Regions from separate parts of the Mus musculus genome. Here regions 2 and 3 are each linked to region 1. A link is a contact called in public HiChIP or PLAC-seq data. All regions are on one chromosome and are shown on one strand. Each heading gives the region's core, a stretch centred on a gene start, on an enhancer-like site or on the middle of the called end of the contact. The rest is flanking DNA. Distances are from core to core; before and after follow the strand shown.

The links. HiChIP or PLAC-seq counts read pairs in DNA pulled down with a chosen protein or histone mark.
Region 2: an H3K27ac HiChIP or PLAC-seq map of microglia shows a contact between it and region 1, with 5 times the contacts expected there. The contact joins two enhancer-like sites. A contact is called at or near these places in 1 of 484 Hi-C or Micro-C datasets (cortical neurons) and 3 of 115 datasets of contacts at active chromatin or transcription factors (large pre-B cells, microglia and pancreatic cancer cells).
Region 3: an H3K4me3 HiChIP or PLAC-seq map of embryonic basal ganglia shows a contact between it and region 1, with 5 times the contacts expected there. The contact joins two enhancer-like sites. A contact is called at or near these places in 3 of 115 datasets of contacts at active chromatin or transcription factors (embryonic basal ganglia, embryonic limb bud and large pre-B cells).

The regions. Positions count from the first base shown.
Region 1 is chr1:138,134,964-138,140,017 of GRCm38.p6, forward strand. The region is part of intron 1 of Ptprc (protein tyrosine phosphatase, receptor type, C); the gene reads right to left. Among named protein-coding and RNA genes, the nearest start is that of Ptprc, 38 kb to the right of the region's middle. Within about 2 kb of position 1,673, at least 201 of the 459 cell types and tissues checked have an H3K27ac peak or open chromatin away from gene starts, as enhancers often do. A contact at or near this core is called in cortical neurons, embryonic basal ganglia and microglia, where this site is marked.
Region 2 is chr1:138,979,469-138,984,118 of GRCm38.p6, forward strand. All of the region lies in intron 2 of Dennd1b (DENN/MADD domain containing 1B), which reads left to right. It also overlaps the pseudogene Gm18553. Among named protein-coding and RNA genes, the nearest start is that of 4930596I21Rik, 4.1 kb to the left of the region's middle. Within about 2 kb of position 2,978, at least 114 of the 459 cell types and tissues checked have an H3K27ac peak or open chromatin away from gene starts, as enhancers often do. A contact at or near this core is called in cortical neurons and microglia, where this site is marked.
Region 3 is chr1:139,099,768-139,104,444 of GRCm38.p6, forward strand. It overlaps Dennd1b (DENN/MADD domain containing 1B), which reads left to right. Exons shown (of 22, transcript NM_001166501.1): 13 at 2,201-2,326. Among named protein-coding and RNA genes, the nearest start is that of Gm41960, 66 kb to the right of the region's middle. Within about 2 kb of position 1,879, at least 7 of the 459 cell types and tissues checked have an H3K27ac peak or open chromatin away from gene starts, as enhancers often do. A contact at or near this core is called in embryonic basal ganglia, where this site is marked.

The DNA.
Region 1 (5,054 bases), core at 423-2,922:
CGGTAAAGCAGATAACACGCTCTTCTTACTTAGAGATAAATATCATAAACAAATAGGTGCAAATCTAGAGAATGTAAAGTTTAAACTTAACTGACAATCTGTCTGATATAAAAAGGCTTATTTAACTGCACTGTGATAAGAAAAAAATTAATATTAAAGTCAGTATTTGTGCTGAACAGCTAGGAAAGAATTAACAATGATCAGAATACCTTATATGCACCATCAAAATGGGACCCAGAGGATGACACAGTGAAAGGCAGTAGTGTTTTCCTGCATTGTGTTTTGTAGGAGAGAAGATCTAGTCATGCTTTAAACTAGGTATGCAACCTGAGCCACCCTCCAACTTACAATGCTCCTCCTGCCACAGTCTTCCAAGTGATAGGGTTATAGCCATGTACTCTCACACCCCCAAAAACATTATCATTAAAAATGAAACAGTTAGCCAGGTACTCTACATAAGACACACATACACAATTGCATTCTGCTGTAAAGAAGAGTAAGTCACAACATTCACAGGAAATTAGATCAAATTATAATGTTCAATGAAATAAGCTAGCCTTGGGAAGATGTATATCACATGTTTTGTTCTTATGTGGAGCTGTAGCTCTCTCTCTCTCTGTGGTGTGTGTGTGTGTGTGTAACTTATAAAAGGCATAAAATAAAATGTGGCTGATGAGATGGAAGAAAGAACTCTAAGAGGAGAAGGGAAATAATAAAAGGCTAATGGACCGTATAAGGCATGAAAGCAGAAGGAATGGCTCTTAGGGGAGGAAGAGGGCCTGAAGGGGAGGAAAGGGGGCAGCGCTCTGGGGGAAGGACAAAGAACAATGCATACGTATAAAAATGTCCACAATCACACTCACCACTGTGAACGCTAACTAAAATGCTGGTAAAAGTGAAAATTGTTAGACGGTGACAGTACAAAAGGAAAATTTTCATTGTTTACAGGGAAAGGACACATAACGAGAAGCCTGAAGCATACTGGAATGAGGAGAGCAGCTTGGCTTGACTGCCCAGACCCTCTCAGAGAGAAAAATAGAAAAACAATAATAGAAAAACATAGAAAAAATTAAAAAATAGAAAAACAAGTTTGAATATGTCCTTATTAGTATTTTCAAGATTTCAAAACAAATAAAACGATGGCGTGTGTGTGTGTGTGTGTGTGTGTGTGTGTGTGTGTGTGTGTGTGGTGTTAGCTTAAACAAAAAATAAACAGAAAATGAGAGCTACATTGTGGGACATCTACCACCAAACTGTTATCAGTCTCATGAAGAGTATCAAATGTCTCCCCCAAGATTGCACCCAGTCCTCCAATCTCCCCAGAGCAGCGGATAATCAAAGCCAAGGTTGATAAATGCCCAACTAATTTTTTCTCATCTCTCAGTCATGAAAGTGCTGAACAGAAACACTTGGCGCGCTTTCAAAATCATTACAGTACAGGCATAATGGGAAAAGCAAGAGAGAGGCAGCTTTCCTCCGGAGAGGTTTTCGGTGTGCTGTTCGGCTGCTGTTTGCAAAAGCTAAAGGCTCGCTCGCAGCAGTGCCTCTACTGCCCTTGTGGTTTCTTCTCCTCGCACACTTCTGTTTTTCTCATTCTAAGTCTTTATAGGAAAGGAAGAGGCGCAGCTCATGCGGTTAAGCACAGAAGAGCTTCCAAATGGTGCAACCGGTTGCCATAGCACCAGCATAATCAGCCCTATCTCGGGGTAAAACCGCAACTTCTCTAGCTCATGTTGAAGCCGCCTGGCTGCACACTTTAACTGCTACGAAATACCGAATTTCAGGTTGACTTGACTTTGCTCTAGTGAAATCGTATTTCAACAACGAGGCTAACTTTGTATAATGATTGGTTTGATTTCAGAGGCACTTCCCTTTGCAAGGTAACTTACAAATGATACTTTAATGTCAAAATATTAAATCCCATCTTATATTTAAAAATACAAACAGGAATTGTGTAATGAAACTCGGACTGAACATATTACAATAAGAAAAGTCTAATAGAAAATGGAACATGTTCCTTTCCATTCAAGATTATGAAATGATCAAAGATAATCAGGCAGGATTTTTTTCCATATTTGTGAAGAATCCTCTGTTATAATGTACTAAAATAATACCTACCAGTAGGAAGTACAGTATCACCATCTTTGGGAGCCAATGAGCTAAACTACTTAAGTTGGATAACTTCCTAAATGTTACACCTGATAGTACCATGAAAGCAAGGCCTGAAGGAGAGATGCATGCTGGTCTTTCCTCTGCCTGGGCATATCAACGGACAGTCATTTGCCCTGTGTTGGAAACATTTTTCCATGGTGAGGATTTTTACTAACACTCTTACATGTTGATTACCTTATTGTTCCATGATAAAGAAAAATATGAAAATAGCCTGCCGATGTTCATAAACAATATTGGGGTTGTGAGATATCGCCTATTTAGTTGCTTAAGAAAAACTCATCTTGGGCCAGTTCTTCAGGCTTTCTGTCAGCAGAAAGGATATTGTCTGTCTGAAATAAAATAAGTAGCATGCTGAATCCTGACACCTGTTGTAATATTTCAGGCGGCCTGCATCTTACCTCGATTTCACTGATTTTCAACCTGTGGGTCATGACCGCTGGAGGAGTCTCATATCAGATATTCTACTTACCAGATATTTACATTACAATTGATAACAGTAGCAAAATTATAGCTATGAAGTAGTAACAGAAATCGTTTTTATGGTTGGGGGTCACGATACCATGAGGAACTGTATTAAAGGGGTCACAACATTAAGAAGCTTGAGAACCACTGATTTAAGTGTTACAAAAACCATCCTTCCTCCAGGAAGTCTATTCAAGGTCTGCCTGGGTCTAGGGCTGCAATTCAGTTGTACTAGCCCTTACCTAACATCAAGGAGGCCCTGAGATGAAGCCCCAGAAGAGCCAGAATCAGATGTAGTCGCTTCTTCCTATAACCCCAGTAATCAGGAAGTGGAAACAAAAGACTCAGAAGTTTCAGGCCATCCTCATACTTGGCTACACAGACAATGCAGGGCCTCAGGCGACGCTGTAAAAATTAAAAATCCCCAAACACCTACTTGGATCTAGATTTCCTACTCAGGGCTCCTAGACCTCCAATTCTCAGACATTCGTTTTATTTGTTCGTGGGTCTGAGACAGGGTCTCATGTAGCCTAAGCTTCATGGTTGCTTATGGTTATCAAACTCATTGTGCAGCCAAGATGACCTTCAATTTATAATCCTTCTTTCCCTGCTTCTGTCATGCTGGTGCTGGCATTACCAACACTCACCCCCATATTGGACTCCTGTGATGTTGGGAATCAAATGTAAAGCTTTATACGTGCTAGGCAAGCACACTACAAACTGAGCTACATTTGTCGCTCTGGAAGTCATTCATAAGGGTTGAGAGACTTTCCCTTTTACTAGGTGTCTATGCTACTTAAGTTTAGGCTCTAGATTAGCAGTGCTCAACCTGTGGGTGGCAACCCTTTGGAGATCGAACAATCCTTTCACAGGGGTAGCCTAAGACCATCGGGAAACAGGGATATTTACATTATAATTCATAACAGTAACAAAATTACAGTTATGAAGTAGCAACAGAAATAATCTTATGATGGGGGGTTACCTAACATGCGGATCTGTAATAAACGGTCATAGCCTTGTTTGATGAATGGCATTCCTCTTGGGTTATTAAATGAGAAAGGAAGACATAGGTGGCTTAAGTAATCTGTTTCATAACAGACTAAGCAACAGCACCAAACCTAAATCCCAGGTCATACAGAATCCAAAGAACCTGATTTCCACAAAACTCTATAATGTTTCACTTAGTAATAGAAGATCCTCAAGTTTGGAACAAAGTTCTTGAACTCCTGAAGTCTGAGGCCTGTTACTTCCTTGTTCTTGTCTGCCTTCTCAGGCATCCTCCCATACACACACACACACACACATACACACACACACACACACACACACACACACACACACACACACACATGGCAGCATCAACCAAACTCTAAAGAGTCCTGATATGTGTCTTTCCTATTAAAATATTTTCAGAAGCAACTTCTCAGTGTATGCCCAGGAGTGGTATTGCTGGGTCCTCAGGTAGTACTATGTCCACTCTTCTGAGGAACCACCAAACTGATTTCCAGAGTGGTTGTACCAGCTTTCAATCCCACCAGCAATGGAGGAGTGTTCCTCTTTCTCCACATCCTCGTCAGCATCTGCTATCACCTGAGTTTTTTTATCTTAGCCATTCTGATTTGTGTGAGGTGGAATATCAGGGTGTTGTTTTGATTTGCATTGCTCCAACATGTAAGAATGACACATGCTTCACTATGTTCATAGCAGCCTTATTTATAATAGTCAAAAGCTGGAAAGAACCCAGATGTTCTTCAACAGAGGAATGGATACAAAAAAAAATATATATGGTACATTTACACAATGGAGTACTACTCAGCTATTAAAAACAATGAATTCATGGAGTTCATGAACAATGAACGATGAATTCATCAAGTTAGGCAAACAGATGGAACTAGAAAATATCATCCTGAGTGAAGTCAGTCACAAAAGAACACACATGTTATGGACTCATTGATAAGTGGACATTAGCCCAGAAGTTCAGAATACCCAAGATACAATTCATAGACCATATGGAGCTCAAGAAGAAGGAAGATTACAGTGTGAATACTTTGGTCCTTCTTTAAAGAGGGATCAAAATATCCATGGGAGCAGATATAGAGACAAAGTTTGGAGCAGAAACTGAAGGAAAGGTCATCTAGTGACTGTCCTACCTGGGGATCCATCCTATGTACAGTTACCAAACCCAGATACTACTGTGTATGCCAACAAGTGCTTGCTGACAGGAGCCTGATATAGCTGTCTCCTGAGAGACTCTGCCAGTGCCTGACAAATACAGAAGTGGAGGCTCACAACCATCCATTGGACTGAGCACAGAGTCACCAATGGAGGAGCTAGAGAAAGGATCCAAGAAGCTGAAGGGGTTTGCAGCCCCATAGGAGGAACAATAATATGAACCAACCAGTACCCCCAGAGCTCCCAGG
Region 2 (4,650 bases), core at 1,728-4,227, 850 kb after region 1:
ATGGCCTGCTGTGCGTGGATGGGAACTGAGAGTATAAAAGGAGTGAGAGGCCCAGGGTTCGGGGGAGATATATAAACAAGGGAGATATAAAAACAAGGGAGATATAAAAACAAGGGAGATATAAAAACAAGGGAGATATAAAAACAAGGGAGATATAAAAACAAGGGAGAGATATAAACAAGGGAGATATAAACAAGGGAAATATAGAGAAAGAAGAAACAGGACTGAATAAACGTGTGCAGAAGGATCCTGTAGCAGCGTCGTTCTTCCTGGCCAGTTGAGCACGCAACAAGTGGTGCCGAAACTCACGGGGGCTGGTGAGATGGCTCAGTGGGTAAGAGCACCCGACTGCTCTTCCGAAGGTCCGAAGTTCAAATCCCAGCAACCACATGGTGGCTCACAACCACCCGTAATGAGATCTGATGCCCTCTTCTGGAGTGTCTGAAGACAGCTACAGTGTACTTACATATAATAAATAAATAAAAAAAAAAAAAAAAAAAAAAAGAAAAAAGGGGGAATTGTGGGGAGCGGGTGTGGCGGCAGTCCCAAAGGCGCCAGAGACTGCAGCTAAGTCATATGACTTGCACCTGACTTCCTCATATAAGACACAAACATCTTGAGTGCTGCGCAGGTGTACCAGGATACAGGTGAATCCAATTTGGTGGAGATTTGCCCCTGCTGCCCTGATTAGCTGAAGCTGCATGCCTGGTGAGGTGGCGTGGCCTGCTGTGCGTGGATGGGAACTGAGAGTATAAAAGGAGTGAGAGGCCCAGGGTTCGGGGGAGATATATAAACAAGGGAGATATAAAAACAAGGGAGATATAAAAACAAGGGAGATATAAAAACAAGGGAGATATAAACAAGGGAGAGATATAAACAAGGGAGATATAAACAAGGGAAATATAGAGAAAGAAGAAACAGGACTGAATAAACGTGTGCAGAAGGATCCTGTAGCAGCGTCGTTCTTCCTGGCCAGTTGAGCACGCAACAGCCTACTTTCTGAGTTCTTCTTTCTTCACCCTTCTCCACTTTTTTCTTCTACCTTTTCAATCCCCTACTACTATATAAGAGAGCAAAAAGGATAGAGAGGAATGGAAAGAGATTCCTGAATAAAGTCAGGGGTTTGGAAAGGAATAACATCATTAGACTACTTCCTGCTGATTGGTGGCTTCAAGTTTCTTGAGGCAAGTTGTTTATAACTTTCTTGGTTATGAAATTTAATTGGAGTCTTTGAAGTAAGATTTTGTTAAATTATTGATATACATCTTTTTTATGGGTAATATAATAAATTTCATGGAGCTTGTATTTGTCAAACTTAATTTGCTTAAGATTTTGTACATTATGTCTCAGTTGTAGTGTTTCTCAATTTTATTTATGGCTGCCATAGAAAATGCCAGTAGTTGTGTGGTACACCTGGGAAATAGGCCTGCAGTGACAGGGGGTCACTCTGCTGGGCAGGCCAGGGTTGCATGCTCCTTATGGTCTCAGTCTCCCCCGTTACTGACATACACTAGACATTTCCTTCCTGCCTTTGTGGTGAGAACCTACTTTTCCCATTGCTTTCATCGAGTGAAAGAGTGGCAGAACTCTACAGTGAGAATTGACTTGGAAGAATTTGGGCTAGAATTATGGCGTAATAAGCTTTTTGAGTCTAAGTATGTATGTATATATGCGTGTATGTATGTATGCATGTATGTATGTAAGTTTGCTTGTTTGTATTTGTTTATTGGTTTTTTTGAGGCAGATGTTCTTTGTGTAGCCTTGGCTGCACCACCTACCTCTGCTTCCCAAGTGCTGGGGTTAAAGGAGTGCACTACCACCACCCAGTGAGCCTTAGTTTTTAAAAAGTCTTTAAACTGAGAGCAATTAAAGCCCCTTTTCTTTTTGTCATAAAGCTGTGATAGCTGTGATGAGTAATAGAAATAGCAAATCGTACATGCGTGCGTGTACATGCGCGCGGGCACACACACACACGCACACTTTTTTTTTTTTTTTTTTTTTTTTTGAGACAGGGTTTCTCTGTGTAGCCCTAGCTGTCCTAGAACTCATTTTGTAGACCAGGCTGGCCTCGAATTCAGAAATCCGCCTGCCTCTGCCTCCCGAGTGCTGGGATTAAAGGCGTGTGCCACCACCACCTGGGACACACACACACACACACGTTTTAAACAGGAATTTTCATTATAATTTAAGCAGGCACATTCTTTTTAATATTCCCTTTCTGCACTGTATGCGTAGATACATTTTTAATATATATTGAGGTAATGACACAGTATACCAGTGAGGGCTTTTGATTTTAAATCTTGTACAGGGGAGAATTGTAGGATTTAACAATGACAATAAAAATTAAGAATTATAAGGATGCTTTGGCCTTGACATCAAAATCTACAAAGTAGGTAATTATATTAAGTTTGCTAATCATGATTGGCAAAACATTCTGTTTCTCAGTCATGTAGCTGCTTTCTTCGGGATAATCCTTCATTATTTAATAAAATAACTTTCTTCGGGATAATCCTTCATTATTTAATAAAATAACGTGTCTGATACCATTGGTGACAAGTTTTCTGGTTTTCCTAGATGTCTGTAGAGCTGTTGTGAAACCTGACAACTTGTCACAGAGCTGCTGGCCATGGTGAAAATGTGAATCAGGACATTTAAGTGTCTGCCACAGTTTTATACCAACTAGAGCCTGAAAGTTTTATTGTTGAGACCTCACTTTGCCTCATGTTCCTAGGTGGTATAGTGCAGTGGTTCTTGGGTGTCACCGTGAAGTCATCTGGTAAGATGGCTGGACAATATGCTGTGTATCTTTTTGGGACACTGCTTCTTGTCTACAAGTGTGAAAGAACAGCATGTTCTTTTTCTTGGAGACCTGTTGTTATTTCCTTAAGTGTAATTCAAGGAAGCACAGCCTCTGTCCCCAGAGGCTCTGCACTGCTGCTGGTGTGTAGGCCGCTCAATCCTGCTCACTTGGCTTTCGGTTTCCGTTTCTCCTCCTTGTCCACTTCCTCTGTTGATTCCATCTCCTCTTCCACGTTCTAGCTGGATGTATGTCATCTTCTGCCAGTGTGCGGGGAGGATGCATTGCACTGGTCACTTGTTCTTCCACCTTTAGTTAACTTCTGTTTTAACTGTCGTTCTGCCACTATAGGAGTGTGTCTGGTCTTCAATGACCAGCTCTGTCTCCAGACATTGAAAGCATTCTGTTTAACTTCTGTTCAAAGTCTCTGTGGCACATTGTTCCACTGGATGCTTGTTCATCTGCTGAACATACACAAAGGCCCCCCTTTCGATAACCATTTCAATTATACTAGTACACTGGCTTCACTGTGCTGCTTCTGTAGTGCTTAGCTGATGCTTGCTCCTGGCCACACTGCCGTTTTGCTGTAGTGCTTAGCTGATGTTTGCTCCTGGCCACACTGCCGTTTTGCTGTAGTGCTTAGCTGATGCTTGCTCCTGGCCACACTGCCGTTTTGCTTTTTGCTCATCCGCCCTTCACTCTCTGGAGTCCCCTTCCCTGTTCTCTAATATTTTCTCTCTTATTGTCAGATCATCTTTTAAAATGTCACATGATGTTAAAGGAATGTGTAGATAACCCTATGTCCAGCGACCAAAGAAGTGTGCAATTTAGTGAGATAGAAATAAATTTAGTGCTTACTAAATTAGATTTTTAAAAAGGCACCACATGGGACTGCTTCTCTCATAAAGACAGAATTCTTGAGAACCAAGTAATTACAACTAATAAACTAGTATACTCTGCTTTTGGGTGAGTGCACTTCCCTACTGTTACTGTGCTTGCTGAATACTGCCACTTCTTGTTTGAAGATTACCGAGAGGGTGATGGGAAGAGCTGCTCTGAATCAGCCAGGAAAACCATGGCATTACAGCTAGCCTTTTGTCTTTGTGTTTTACTACATAGCTTTTGGGGTCTCCAGATTTAAAAAAAAAAATCCCTTCAACTTTTTTAATGCTGGATAAGGGAGGAGGAGGAGGAGTGATGGAACATTTATTTCCCTATGACTCTCTTCCTTTCACTTTTGGCACGATTTTAATAAACACTCAACACTGACTAAGTGTTACACTGAAGGGCTATTTTATGTTTAGTATATGTATGCTGGCAACATTGCATCTAGTAGCTACAGAAGACCAGTTCTCCCTCTGGCTGTGACTGACAGCAGGAGGCACCCAGCCAGCTTCATTCCCACGGTCAATCTGTGCTGTGCTTCACGTTGCTTTTATTGCAGCTCTGATATAGTTATGGTGACTCATGCCGTCATGTATTTCTTTCTGTTTTATTAACGTTTATTAGATAGAGCAGCGAGGACAGAGTGTGGGTCCCAAGGGCAGGATGGAACACAAGAAGCAGTGCAAGCATCTCTTGCTTGGTGTGTGCCCTTGCTGCGGCTCCACTTGGGCATCTTGTTGTGGGCATCTTGAAAAAGTGGTCAGGCAGCAGGCACACAGTTCTCTCCATTAAAGAGGCACATGAGAACCTTCTGATTGGGAACTCATCCAGGCGCTTGGGCTCAAACATACGGTTCATAAGTGAGAAAATCCACAAAGGTGAGCTTTCCCCTTGTAAACTGTGGAATTTCCCCAGGAGTAACGACAACGTGTGTTTAAGTTGCGTAGGTAGCTATTCCTAGCACTGTG
Region 3 (4,677 bases), core at 629-3,128, 970 kb after region 1:
AAGGAAAGACTGCAGTGTATGATGCTTGCAGTTTCCACGACTGCGTGCTGACGCTCCTATCAGTACTGTCACCTTGTTTCATGAAGAACTGAAATGTCAGTTTTACTGAACATTATAAATCGAGGAACTTTGTTTTGCAAAGATACAAGGGATGGCTTTTGTAAATACGTAGTTTTTCATTTTTTTTGTTTGTAGAAAATATGTTAAAAACTTAACTATTCATTTAGCTTTCATAATGTTCTTAACCACTGTAAGTAACTCCCTTGTATCATAATCTTTATGGGTAGAATAATTATTGAATCCATATTTTGATAATTGCCTCTATTTTTTCTTTAAATATAGAAAAATAACATTTCGAAGCAGAATAAAGGACTTTAAGTCTAACATGTGTTTGTGAACTGCATTATTGTTTTAATATGTGGATTACCTAAACTGAGGTTAGATTTGAAAATAAAAGCTTTCTCTGAAATGAATCAGGTTTAGCACTTTGTGACTAAATGAATTAAGCTCTAAACTTTCATCTGAATCTGTGGAGCTTGGATATAAATTGAAAAGATCACAGCTATGGGGAGAAGACCTATACCACAAAGGCCTTTCTGCATAGATTATGAATACCATAACTCGATAATTTTTCAAAACTATAGTTATAATTGGACCCAATGGGGGTCTGTTTCTTTGATGAGATCACAGTAACTGTGACTTTACACTCGAAAATGTCACTACTGTGAAGGTTTATCACCTGTAGAGCTGGTCTTCCCTCTGATGCTGTGTTCATTTCTCATTAGCATTATTCAAAGTTTAGTTGTTAATTAGGTTCACACTTCAATTACAATCAGCATCTACAAGAGTAGTCAGGACTACTTGAACAAAGAAATAAAAACATTCCCACTTGCATGTATGTAAAGGATAAGTGATATGATTGTATTACCTGGGAGTCTATACAGATAATATGCTGTGTTAGGAGAGTAATACAGTTAAATTTAACTAAATTTATTTTTTATTTCTATTAGAAATTAGACTTGGGATGCAACTTCACATTTTTCTTTATTTTTCATTCATTATTTTATTCATTTACATCCCAGATGCTGCCCCTGTCCCCCTCAGAGTTCTTCCCCCTCCTGCCTCCCCTTGACCACAGAGGATGGCCCCTACACTCTTCTGTTTAAAACATTGATAAGGAATGAATATGGAATTTTGTGTTTTCATGAGTAGAGACTTTCGTTTTTTATTTTGATTGACAATAGTTAGTGAAATGAATAAAAAGAGTAAACACCCTGAGTGTGAGCCCAATAAAAGTCAGTCCGTGGGCGTAGCTGCAGAGCACCTGAAGTTAGAAAGAAGATAGAGTTGGCAGGAAATATTGTAATAATTCAAAAGTTTTTCAAGGTTTGCAGATTCCCAGATAAACTATCTCTGTTTTCAAAACATTCGTATTTGTTCTGATCACTGATTAATGTATCAGTGATATAGAACTCCAGTCTAGCATGTGGTGGTAAGAAACAGGGGACACGGGGTTTGTGTCCCAAGTTTACCCCAGAGTAGCCAGTCGTGGAAACAAAGTAGTTCCTGCCATTTGCCCCAACTTCTTTTTATTTCTAAATGAGAGCATGAATGTTTTTCTTAGGAAAATGTGATGAAATTTAAATGAGACAATGTAAAACACTTTTATTACATAATTTTCTACTCATGATATGGTCTCTATAACTTTATCTCTTCTCTCTTGTCTTCTGTTAATGGTAAAAAGCGAAAATTACTTATGCAAATGATGCCTCCAAACTGAAAATAAAATTGTAAATGATCTTGCAGGACTCATAACAAATAACAACGCACCACAGAAACGAGCGCTCCTGAGCCAGCTTTATCTCCAAACAAGTAGACACACGTTATAATTGCTAAAAATCTGCAGAAAAGTGCCTCACAAGCAGTTTACTGTAAATAATTAAAGCTTATTTATGTCAAGAGGCCTTGGGAGAAAAAAGAGAGCATAAACCAATTTGCATTAGCACATTGCTATCCTCTCTCGCTCTTGTTTCAATTAACAGAGCAGCAGGTGCTCTGTGCAGCTAAAAAGATAAGCTATCTGGGAGGAGGATGGATTTTGGCTGACCTGCAGACATTGCGCTTTGCCTGCTGATTGGGTTCGTACCTCGCTGTACCAATTTCTGAGGTGTTAATTTAACTGTTCCTCTCTGCCATGCAGGTCTCGGCCTTGAAAAATAAGCTGAAGAAGCAGTCCACAGCTACGGGAGATGGAGTGGCTCGGGCCTTTCTGAGGGCTCAGGCGGCTTTGTTTGGCTCCTACCGAGATGCTCTGAGATACAAGCCTGTAAGCAATCCTTCATCACTGTTGTACCTGCTTTTCCACAGACCCTAGAATGAGGCAAGGAAAAGGAAACATCTTAGTGTCACAGCTGAGGGACTCGCCATGGCTCGCCTTTAAAACGGAAAACGTGCTTCAAAGATTATTTTTGCAGCAAGGCGTCAGCTCCCGCTAAAGCTCTTTTCACTGTCACTGGCTAAGGTTCCCCGTGATCTTTGCCTGTCATCAACTTAGATGTCTAGAAGTGGAATATTTACTTCTGAGTGAATTGATAATTTATGTTCAAGTTCTTAAAATCATTTACCTGATCTTAAAATCACCATGAAACTCAACAGATACTAGAACTTATTAACAGCTTAGTGAGGGCAGGGACAAAGCAGGAGGTAAGAAAATCCGCACTTTAAATCATGGCGATATTTGAATATTTAATGTCTTCCTGGTTCATAACACTTTCTGAAATGGCCTTGCCCATTTAGCATATCTTGTCACATCTCCCCTTTTATTTTAATTCCCTAAAATACTAAATTATATCCCAGAATTTAGCTGAGCTAGAATGGTACAAGTGAAGCCCACTTGTTTCTCTCTAAGGTTGCTAGGCTGACTGTATAAACGATCCTTAAAAGACCATTCTAGGACCAGATGCTTAAGAAGCTAATGTGGTTTTACATTTGTATTTTGTGTGCCACCGCATGCATGTGGAAGTTAGAGGACACCTTCAAGGTGTCATTTCTTCCCTTCCATTGTAGAAGTCCTGCACATATGGCCTCAGGTTCATGCATTTGGGGGCAAGCACCTTTCTCTGGTCCAAATGTGTACATTTTAAGGGTAAGACACATTGGATTAATAAAAAGTAACACAATGGCCTGCCATTGCTAGATTACTTTTAACCCTTGGTCTATAGCATGTTTGGAAGGTGAAAACTGTTGTGCCTTCCTGCTCTGTCTTCCACAGTTGATATGCAGACCTGTTGACCATAACCTGTCTTCTTAGTGGCTCTCATCATGTAGCTCTTGCGCTATTAGAGAATTTTTAGTGGATCAATATATCTACTTCCTGTCTGTCTATCTATCATCTCTATCTATCTATCTATCTATCTATCTATCTATCTATCTATCTATCTATCTATCTATCTACCTTCCTACTTACCTATGTATCATCTATATCTTATTTCTATATTTGTCACTATAACAAAATATCTGCCAAAATCAGTTATGAAAAGAAAAGGCCTATTTTGCATTGTAATTCAGGAGGTTTAAGTCTACGGTGGTCCTATATGCTCTTGGGAATCCGATGACAGGGATCATACTAGGGAGTAATAGTGCACACATATGACTGGGACATGATGAAGAGAAAGGAGGAAGGGGTTGCGTTCTGTATGTCCCAGTCAAGGGCATTCCTGAATGAACAGAAATCCTTCCGTTAGGTTTCCATGTCTTCCCACAGGCTTCCATTTTCTTCACAGACTAATGTCCATTCCTTTAATCTATAGGCCTTTGGGGAATGTCCAACCATATCACATATAGTCTTTCTAATGTATATACATTTGAAGATATTAAAGAATTTTAAATATTGTACCTCACTGCTTATATAATGTGGAAAATCTTAAAAATTCTAAGAGTCTCCTTTGAAAGAATGGAAACAACCATCTGAATGCAGTTGAGTGTGTTATCATTCATGTTACGCAAGTCAAAGAAAGGTGAGCTTGAAAGACAAAAATGTGTTTTGAGCCCACGTTTTGATCTACCTCCATGTGGCCAAGAAAGCAGTTGGATTAGACGAGTCCTTTGCAATCTTAGAGCCCTACACCCAGTGACACATCTCCTCCAACAGGGCTCACTTCCTAGTCCTTCCAAAACACTTCTACTAACTCTGAACTAACTATTCAAATATATGGGCATTTGGGGCCATTCTCATTCACATTACCACACCTCACTTCCTGGCCCTTATGGGCTTGTGGCCATATCACAATACCGAATGCATTTAGGTCAACTTCAAAAATCCCCATGGTTTTTTACAGACTCAACACAGTTTAAAAATCCAAAGTCTCTTCTGAGACCCAAGGGACTCTTCTCACTTGAACCCACCGTAAAATAAGAAATCATATCACATAATTGCAACATACAGTGGCACAAAATATACCTTATCACTCCAAAAGGAAGGAATTTGAACATGGGAAATCCTGGGCCTATGCGAGACTGAAACCCAGCACTACAAACTCTAAAGCCTGATGTCAAAGGGCTTAGATGGCTCCACTCTTCTAGCTTTGCTTCCTGCACCACACTTTCTCCGTTCTGCTGCTTTCACGTCTACCGTGTAGCTCTCCTTGACTGATAACCCATGGATCTGGCACCCATAAT